2 separate regions of the Canis lupus genome follow, and region 2 is linked to region 1. The links are chromatin contacts, called in public Hi-C maps. All regions are on one chromosome and are shown on one strand. The core of a region is the stretch at or near the end of the contact, and the rest is flanking DNA. Distances in the headings are between cores, read along the strand shown. Region 1 holds the start of USP2 (ubiquitin carboxyl-terminal hydrolase 2). Region 2 holds the start of CCDC153 (coiled-coil domain-containing protein 153).

Region 1 (5,047 bases), core at 750-3,249:
TGTGTTTCCACCTCGCAACCTCTGCGTTTATAGTCCACCTCTGCCTAGAACGTTCTTCCCTAAGATAGCCAGATGATTCACTCCCTCATCCCCTTCAGTTCACTCAGATGTCACCACTTCATTGAGACCATCTCTGATGACACCTTACACACTGTATCCCCCTCCGTTTCATTGCCTTCCATAGCTCCTACTGCTACCTAATGTACTACAGATTTCACTTATTTGGTCATTATCTTCTGCTTCTTGGAGAATGTAAGCTCCTTGAAGGCAAAAGTAAGTTTTGCCTGTTTTGCTTGCTGCAGTTCCCCCCCACCCCGGGGGGGGGGGGGGTACATAGAAGAGTACCCAGTACATCCAATAGCTATCCCTAAAACGTGGTGGAATGAGGGCCCCAAGGGAGTGTGCTAGAGCTGGGATCAGAAGGGATTCCCCGGTGGCGCAGCGGTTTAGCGCCGCCTGCAGCCTGGGGTGTGATCCTGGAGACCCGAGATCGAGTCCCACATCAGGCTCCCTGCATAGCGCCTGCTTCTCCCTCTGTCTGTGTCTCGGCCCCTCTCTCTGTGTGCCTATGAATAAATAAAATCTTAAAAAAAAAAAAAAAAAGAAGGGATTCACCTTGGACAAGAAGAGAGAAGCTTCCTCTTTCATTGCCCTAGAGTAAGTAGAGGTAAGAATGGATTCCGGGGGATCCCTGGGTGGCTCAGCGGTTTGGCCCCCGCCTTCGTCCCAGGGCATGATCCTGGAGACCCAGGATCGTGTCCCACGTCGGGCTCCCTGCATGGAGCCTGCTTCTCCCCCTGCCTGTTTCTGCCTCTCTCTGTGTGTGTCTCGCACGAGTAAATAAATTCTTTTAAAAAAGAATGGATTCGGATATGTTTGCAGGCAGAAATTTAAGTATTTCCCTCCAGGTTGCCCCTAGTTTCTCTGGGAAATAGAAGACAAGGAGGGACTTTGAGAATGGTGATGGCCAGCTAGAGCAGCCATGGGGGCGGGGGAGGACATAAGGACACTTGGAAGAACCAACAAGCCAGGTGAAATTGAAAACCTGGGTTTAGGGGCGCCTGAGTGGTTCAGTGGGTTGTGTCTGCCTTTGGCTCAGGGCATGATCTTGGGGTCCTGGGATGGAGCCCCTTGTCAGGCTCCCTGCTCAACAGAGAGCCTGCTTCTCCCTCTCCCTCCGCCCCTCCCCTTGCTCGTGCTCGCTGTCAAATAAATAAAATCTTAAAAAAAAAAAAAAGAAATAAGAAGAAGAAGAAAAGAAAAAAAAAAAGAAAAGAAAACCTGGGTTTGCCTTGGCACCAATCTACCTGGCTGCGCGATTTTCTTCAACACCATGAAGACACAAACGAATGGGGGCAGGCGAAGTTCTGTCTCGGCCTTTTCTTGAAAAAGTAAAAAGACTCCCTTCCGCTAAGTGCCTCTGTTTACCCCCTCAGGGAGCCATCAGCAATCATCACCAATCACCGGTTCCATGTTAGCAAAATGAGCAGAGTGTGCTTCGGAGGAGAGAAAAGGAGGAGAGGCAAAGAACAGGCTCCCTCCCAGGCCGGTGGGAAGGAGCGGGAGCATTTGGCCTCCCCCAAACCTGGAAGCTGAGGTCTGTGTGTGTGTACGTGTGTGTACACGTGCAAACACACACACACCACACATACATACGCTTACACATACCCTCACACACACCCCCGGCGCCCAAGCCCCGGGCCTCCCCCCGCTACCTGCCCGCGGCCCGGGCCCCGCCCCCCGCCCCCCGCGGGCCCGCCTCCCACCGGCTCCGCCCCCTCCAAGCTCGCGCGCCGCTTTCCCGCCACGTGCCGCTCTGTATATACCCGTCGCCTGGGAGACGCCGGCCGGGCGGGGCTCCCCTGACGTCACACTGGGAACAAGCCAATCGCCGTGACGCGTCTCAGTGACGCGAGACGCGCGGTGGGGCTCTGCCGGCCGGGGCGCAATGAGGCGGCTGCCCGCTGGGTGGCGCCGATTTCCCGGGGAGGTCCTCACCCGGCCCCGGCGGAGGTGGGGGAGAGGCGGGCAGGAGCGAGGCCGGGGAGCCCTCTGCGTCAGCCGCTGCTCACTGCGCCGCGCCAGCACCAGCCGGGACTCACCCGCAGCTCCATGCCTGCGCCCGGCCCCACTCGTCCATCCTCGGAGAAGAGGCAGGTATGTGCCACCTGTCGGAGACCGGGGAGGAGGGATGCGGAGGTCAGCGCGGTCGGAGGCTCAGAAAGTGAGGTGTCAACGACAGCCTGGGTGGAATGGGCACCAGCTATGTAGGGCGAGCGCCCGCTGTGCGGAGGAGCTCCAGCTGTGGGCGCCAGTTGGGGGGGGGCTGCCAGCTGACAGCCCGGGGTGCCAGGAAGAGCCATCTGTGTGCTGATCACTGTGTTCTAAGGAAACCCTGCTTGGGCAGGTCCGGGGCTCTGTGCCCCGTGTGGTGTATGGCCTGAGAGTGACGCCTGGTCGCTGACAACCCCTTCCCCACGTGTGCGCCCAGTTCAAGCTCCGGCGGGCTCTCTCTGGTCAGTTTGCCAAAGGGGTGGGGGTGGGGGGAGGGCAGCAGTTAAGTGGAGGGGGAGATTTTCCACCAATCCCAAACCAGAGAGAGGCATCTTTGAAATTCTCACCAATCCCAAACCAGAAGCAGGCACGCGGTGCTCCAGGGCGAGTAACTTACACTTAGCCACGGGAAGCCCTGGCCAAGCCATTCTAGGTGGGACCCCCCCACCCCCCACGAGTGAACGTCTACCTCCTCATCTGGCAGCTTTTAGAATGGGGCTGAGCTGGAGATGGTGGTGATGTCCACCTCCCCAGGCATGGGCATGAGAAGGTCCCCGAGTCCAAACCCGCAAAGTGGAGGAGAGGAAAGCTGGTTAGGCTGGGTTGGGGCATCCCCCACTCCTCTGATACTGTAGATACGTGCCAAACTGGAGTCGGAATGACGATTGGAATGAGGGCCAGGGACGAGGGCGTCCTCTGAAGTGCATCACCAGGACCCAAGCTGAGTCAGTAGCCTCTGCTGAGACAGGGTGGAGGCACCATCCTGGGTACTCCCAGTCCTCAGGGAGAGCCATCGAGAAACAGGAGACACAGACTGGGAGCAGACAAGAGCACCAAGGCCCAAGAGGTTAAGAAAGAATCCTGCTCCATCCTCCTGTGAGCCTGCCCAGCCCAGCTCTGTGGCCTTGGAATCCTGAGCACTCCGACAGGTAGAGTGGAACCACCCCAGAGCAGCTTTCTCCTGGTAGCCTCGGGGCAGCTGCACTTGCTTTATTTTTCTAGGCAAAGGGGGAAAGGGCCGTAATCGACCTGGCTCTTCTCCACTGGATGGGCTGGACATCTGGGAATATAGCAAGAGTCATTGGCCCTTGCCAGTTATGGGACATGGAGCAGCTCAGAAAACCACGGGGCTATTGTCTAGTGTTAGAACTGAGCACTCCCAAGGGGTGGCCCAGAGGCCCTATTCTCCCTAGGAAGGCTTCCGTGGCAGGTGCAACTACAAATACTCCCATTAATTGTAACAATTAGTGGAAGTATTCAGCATAATCATTACTATCATTTATTGAAATTTTACCATGTGCCAGGAAATTTACAAATATTATTTAATTCTCACAATGGTGAGATATATAGCATTATTATACTCTTTACTCCTGTTTTACAGATCAAATCACTAAGGTCCAGACAGCTTACATGACTTGCCCACTGTCTCAGCCAATAAAAGGGAAAGAACTGGAATACAAGCCCAGGCCTAGAAAGAAGTCCATTATAAAAGAATTTGGAACCGAATGCCTGAGAGCAGGTCCCGCCTGTCACTACCTGTGCACCCCGGATCTCTAGGTCTCTACCTCAAAAGGGAGGATTTGCACCAGCACCGAGGCTTCCTCCTCTCCTTTCCTCTCCATTCCATCCCCATCCCTCTACCCTCTTTTCATTCGTCTCCCCTTGGATCCCTCTTCTGTTCCACTTCAAAATGCCCCCCTCCAAAGAGCCCTCCCACGATCTCCTTGCCTGGCAGTGGCCCACTGGGGCAACACCTCGAGGGAGGGCTGGCCACTGCCCCTTTAATTCTCCCCTGGCCTGGAATGCAAGTGAGTTGAGCTAGCCATCTCTGTGAGGTCAGATAAGATACTATATATATCGGAGTCCGTAACCTGAGCTCCGGATTACCCAGCCCCAGTCAGACTTCAGCCTCTGGGCTCTCTACCGCGCTCCCTGCCTTGCTGGGGAAGGAGAAGCCCCCAGATCCTGCCCAGTGCCCCCGGACACAGGTCAGTAGCTGCCCGTGTAGTATGTGAGCTTCATGGGGCCGCTGTCCAGGGAGCCCTTTGTGTTTGGGGGAGCATGTGAGAGGCTGCCCAACAGGGCCTGGAGGGTGCCTGGGGCAAGATGGAAGGCTCAGGCTCAGAGGGGGCAGGCAGAGGCAGGGAGAACAGGGCAAAGGCAAGCCCAAGAGGAAAGGGAGGGAGACGGGGACTCTGCCTGTGGAAGGGGCACCAGGAGAGCTCCCGACAGGGCCCGTTCCTTTGCCTTTTCTTGGAAGTGTAGAGATGCCTACCCCTCATCCCCCACCCCCCAGCCTCAAATCAAAAGGCATGCTATAGAGATAGTACCCTGGGCCTACTCCCTTCTCCACCAGTTAGGACCCTTGCCCTCATCTCCAATCTCTCTCATCCCTTCACTCCTCTCCCAGCCCTTGGGCAACTATTGGGAGCAAGAAAGAGATGGATCCAAATTCCCTTGAACGACCCCCTGCCAAGGCATGTAAGAGGATTAGGCACTCAACTGGTGGGTGGCTAGCTCGGCACAAGGCACAAGGCGCTGAGAGAGGAGAGCTACTAGTGACAGGCTGGGCAGACTAGAGCCGCTGGGGACTGAGGGTATACACAGAGCCCCCACCTGGGCCCTCCACCCAACCTGCATCTGCCACAGCCAGGACATCCCACAACCTAGGAGTTGATGCTTATGCCCAGATAGTGCCCAAACAGATAAGAGTGGGAGTCAGAGTGTAAATGAAGGGAGATAGGACCCCTCTCTCAGCCCTCTTTACCTTTCA
Region 2 (5,047 bases), core at 1,812-4,311, 150 kb after region 1:
GGGAATGGATCGCATCCAACGTTTTGGAGGATTTAAAAAAAAAAAAAAAAAAAAAAAAACTCGCCCCGGCGCTACATGCGGAGGAAAGTTCCTTCCTCGGCCCATTTAAACATCCCCATTTCTTTTATCTCGGTGCTGGTGCATCTTAGCGAGAAAACCCTGTGAGCTCGCCGCGAACGCAGGCAGCCTGCAGAGCTGTCCCGACCCCGCGGCTCCGGAGCAGAGCCCGTCACCGTCAACGCCCGGGTCGGAACGCGACTCCCCACCGCGCGGACAGCCCCGGCCGGTAACTTACACCCTCCCCCCCTCCAAGGGGCCAATTTCGTGACCCACATCCCCAGACCCGCGGAGCCCCAGACCCCGCACCCCATCCCACTTCCGCCCGGTGGCTTCCAGTTAACCTCCGCCCCGCCCCCGCCCCCGCCCCCGCCCCCGCCCCATCTTTGTCTCGCCACCCCGAGCGCAGCACCGCAACGTCCCCCGCCGCCGTCCCCACCCCCACCCCCGCGCCCCCCGGGTCCCTGCCCTCCCTCGCTCGGCCCCTCCGCCCACGCCCACCCCTGCGCCCGCGGGTCCCGGGCGGGCCTTTCACCTTGTCCATGAGCTTCCAGCACTTCTCCACCATCTTCTTGTCCACGGTGCCGGGCGGGTGGGGGCTGAGGTGGTGGTGGTGGTGGTGCGGCTGGAAGGCGTCCTTCATGAGCCCGATGAGGCCGCCCGAGCCCCCGGAGCCGCCGCCGCCCCCGGCCCCGGAGCTCTTCTTCACGTTGCCGGCCATGGCCCGGGGAGGCTCGGGGGCCCTGCCGCGTCCGCCGGCTCCGCTCGGCTGCGAGCGAGGGAAAGAAGGAGGGCGTGAAGGAGGGGCCTCTCCCGGCCGCCGCCGCCGCCGCCGCCGCCGCCGCCGGCTGTCCGGGCGGAGGGAGGGGCGGCCGCGGGGAGGGGAGTGGGCGGCGTCGGGAGCGCGCGGGGCTCGGGGACGCCGGCGGCCTGGTCCCGACTGGCCAGCGACCGCTCCTGCGCCACCCCCTCCCGAGCCACAGCTCCCGGAAAGCCGCCGCCAAGTTTCCGCGCCGCCTACCCCTCCCCTGCCCCCCCCCGGGGGCGGGCCCTGGCGGAGCCTCTGCGCCTGCGCCCTCTGCCGGAGAAGCCGGGCACGGAAGGGGGCGGGGTCTGCGTGGAGTCTGCGCACTGGGCGGAAGCCGAGCCCTCCATGTTCCTTGTGGGCTGGAGGGTCGGCGCTCCTTGCAGGGGTCGTTGGAAAATTGACCTGAAGGCAGGCGGCGGTAGGAAAGACCCCGAACGTCCGGTCTTTTTTCCCCCTTACCTGACGGATGAGGAAATACAGCTTAAAGTTCATTGGCGTCTCCACATTGTGGGAGAGAAACGGAAGTTCTTTTCCCCGCCCCTTGGTGCTGTGAACTCACGAAGTCGGGAATGTGACAGATGGTTCAAGCCTGATCACTCCCCAGAAAGGCGTGAGACGCTCAGCCCGCAAGCTCGTCTTCCAGGGCCCTTGACCTTCTGAAAACAAAACACTTCCCCCTTTTTGGCTTCTGAACACTAGTTCCTTTTCTGGGAATTGAGTGTGTGCTTGAGGTTCCCGGGCTCAGCGCCTTGGGCTCCGTGCGTTGCCCCGCAGGTCAGCTCCGCCAGCTCCAGGCCTTGACCACAGCGGCCCAGGCCCGAGGCAGCTGCCGGCCCTGGCCAGGGGAGGACTCACTCCCCGCGTGGAACAGAAATGCAGTTCCCAGTCATTTCCACTTCTCTAATCTAAAAAGTTCTGTTGGAAAAACTCTGAAAAAAAAAAGGGGAACTTTTCTTCCAAAAGAAGGAAGTGCCCTGCCCTGATTTGCTAATTCTGAGCCTCCTCTTTGGGAGCTTGCAGGCTCTAGCGTGTCTGTTAAATGCTCAATTCTGTCTTAGATCCCCTACCTGGGTCTTCCACAAAGCCCTTAACTGATTAAGGAATTAAGTGTATCATGTGCTCCTGGCATAGAGGGGAGAAAAATCTCTCTGAACTCAAGGACTCATAAGCCAGACATCCTTGCTTTGAAATTCAATGGCCTTTATCTAAGATTGATTATGGAGTCAACATTATCGTTTACTATCAGAATTTCCTCTTATCAGTTCCTGCCTAGAAAGAGAAGAAATCTTTAAAAAAAAAGAGAGAGAGAGAGAGAGAGAGAGAGAAGAAATCTCCCAAAGGAAAATCTAGGCAAGGCTCTAAGATAACTGTCAAAACTGGGGGCACCTGGGTGGCTCAGTGGTTGAGCATCTGCCTTTGGCTCATGGTGCCAGGGGTCCTGGGGTGGAGTCCCACTTCAGGCTTCCCACAGGAAGCCTGCTTCTCTTCTCCCTCTGCCTATGTTTCTGCCTCTCTCTCTGTCTCTCATGAATAAATAAATAATTTTTAAAAATAATAATAAAAATAAATTTCACTAACTGTTCATTCTCACAGGTACCACATTTATTTATGCTATGCTATTTCATTGACTTTGGTCTTCTGGGGTACCTAACACGTTGTAGGTACACAGGGTATTTTTCCCCCTCATCATCAAATGCTAGATTTACTGGAGTAACAGGTAAGAAATTAACCCTTGGGCCTATATGAGTTCATCTGGTTCATCTACACATCTCTGGCTTCCTTTAAGCCTTCCAATTTGTATTATCTTCGGCACCACCTGGATAGAGTGTAACTGTATAATTTGTACTTTGTTTCTGCTTGCAGAAGCTGTATCTCTGGTGGCGCCTGGGTGACTCAGTCGGTTAAGCCCTGGACTCTGGATTTCAGCTCAGGTCATGATGACAGAGTCGTGAGGTCAAGCCCTGTATTGGGCTTACACTGGGTATAGAGCCTGCTTAAGATTCCCTCTCTTTGGGATCCCTGGGTGGCTCAGTGGCTTAGTGTCTGCCTTTAGCCCAGGGCATGATCCTGGGGACCCAGGATCGAGTCCCACATCAGGCTCCCTGCATGGAGCCTGCTTCTCCCTCTGCCTGTGTCACTGCCTCTCTGTGTCTCTCATGAATAAATAAATAAGTCTTTAAAAAAAAAAAAGATTCCCTCTCTTCCCTTCCCTCCTCTCAAAAAAGAAAAAAATACATACTTTTTTTTAAGATTTATTTATTTGAGAGAGAGAGAGAGAATGTGCATGGCACACACAAGTGGAGCAAGTGAATGGAGGGGCAGAGAATCTCCCGCAAACTCCATCTGCACTGAGCTCATGATCCAAGGAGGGGCTCAATCTCACCACCCTGAGATGAGGACTTGAGCCCAAATCAGGAGTCAGATGCCTAACTGTGCCACCCAGGTGCCCTATCAAAATTTTTTTTTAAAGCCACATTTCTTTAAATATACAAATAAACTCTCTCTCGCATTTGAATAAAGCAGAGGGAGTGACAGTTCTTTCCTCTATATCTCTTCAAAACTCCCAGATGGAATCCTATTCAAAGGAGGACAGAGTTCTGCTGAGATGATCTTTCTTATTTTTCACTTCTAATCTGAAGTTAATGAAAAAAAGAAGGAAAGATTGACCTTCCCCCCAACCACCACAATTTTTACTTGGCTTGTTTTCAAAGCATACTGAGGATGGGGATTGGATTGTTGATCACAATGTCATTCGCATTCTTGGGTCATTCTAGATCTGGCTCAGTTTGTATCATCACATCATGTGACATGGGGCACTTTTCTTCTTCCATTTCACCTTCACCCAAACCACATCCTCATTCTGCACCTGAAAGTCGGTTGACTGAACATATTTGAAAAGTAAATCCTCTTCTGAGGCGTGATATGTTGTTTGTATTCTGTAAACTCTGTCCTCAAAATGTCATCGCATGCATCAGCACAATGCAGAAACCAATCATTCCCTGAAAAGTGACCCCAAACAGGCTTCTAGATGAGGAGAGGACTGTGGTGGGAACCTCTCCTGCATTCCTATGCAGAGGAAAGAGTTCTGAGGGGAGAATAAATGAAACACACTTCAAGATGAGAAGAAAAGTATTCTCCAGATTTGGGAGTTGTGAACAAAGTTATCTGACCCTACATTACGGGAACTATAAGCCCCAGAAAAGGCAAGTATTCTTCTCTATACTCTGTAAAATCTCTCAAGCATCAGAGAAGTACCCAGCAGCCACCAAGGTGACAAATAAGCATAAATCAGCCCCATCTGAATCTCTCCACTCCCCAGGGAAAGGATTTTTAAAACCCAGATCGCAAAGCTATTTCTTCAGATCTGCTCCTGAGGACAGGCAATTGACCAAAAATGTTGAGGGGGACAGAGATTGAGAGAAATAACAAGAGAATCTGCAGGTTCCTTGATCCACAAAGGGAAAATCCCTGATGTTTTTTGCTGTTTTCATTCTAGCAAGTGTATGGTTCCCAGAGATCCAGGCAGCAGACAGATGAAAAAGCTCCAGAATAACTAACACAGGGCTGGAGGAGAGAGGGTTGGGGGTTGCCTAACAAGGACAAGTCACCCATCATACTCCCTTCCCCAGAACCATTTTTCCAACCACTCATGCCCCAGCAAGAGGCTAGGAAGTATCCCCTAGAGAGAGGCACTCCCAACATGGCCCAATAATTTTTTTTTATTTTTATTTATTTATGATAGTCACAGAAAGAGAGAGAGAGAGAGACGCAGAGGGAGAAGCAACCGGGAGCCCGATGTGGGATTCGATCCCGGATCTCCAGGATCACGCCCTGGGCCAAAGGCAGGCGCCAAACCGCTGCGCCACCCAGGGATCCCATGGCCCAATAATTTAAGTAGAAAAATTGAGGAGACTCCTGAGGTCAAGCAAGTCCACTAGAGGGAGCCCCGACCAACTCAATTCTACATGAAGCCTAGCAAAGGAGTTTCGCAGCACCTGACTGAAAACCAGCCACAGAAGGGAATAGAGGAAGAGAGGCAATAAATTAAGTCCCCGCAAGGGAAGATGGCCCTGTGAATTCCCAGTTAAAACCCAGCCCTTTTAGGATTTACCAAATCAAAGACTTAAAGACCAGGAAACTAAGGGGTACCTGGGTGGCTCAGTGGTTGAGTGTCTGCCTTTG

Evidence for each region. Hi-C and Micro-C count contacts between places; a contact is called where the count stands out from the background.
Region 2: a Hi-C map of blood shows a contact between it and region 1, with 3 times the contacts expected there. The contact joins the promoter of CCDC153 here to the promoter of USP2 in region 1. A contact is called at or near these places in 2 of 9 Hi-C or Micro-C datasets (both in blood).

What each region holds. Positions count from the first base shown.
Region 1 is chr5:14,549,611-14,554,657 of UU_Cfam_GSD_1.0, forward strand. USP2 (ubiquitin carboxyl-terminal hydrolase 2) reads left to right here and starts at 2,000. Exons shown (of 14, transcript XM_038535908.1): 1 at 2,000-2,157. The region is part of intron 2 of LOC111095807 (a long non-coding RNA gene); the gene reads right to left.
Region 2 is chr5:14,701,996-14,707,042 of UU_Cfam_GSD_1.0, forward strand. It overlaps CCDC153 (coiled-coil domain-containing protein 153), which reads left to right and starts at 3,062. Exons shown (of 6, transcript XM_038535940.1): 1 at 3,062-5,047. CBL (E3 ubiquitin-protein ligase CBL) reads right to left here and starts at 1,698. Exons shown (of 17, transcript XM_038535923.1): 1 at 1,325-1,698; 2 at 593-826. The coding sequence starts at 1,357.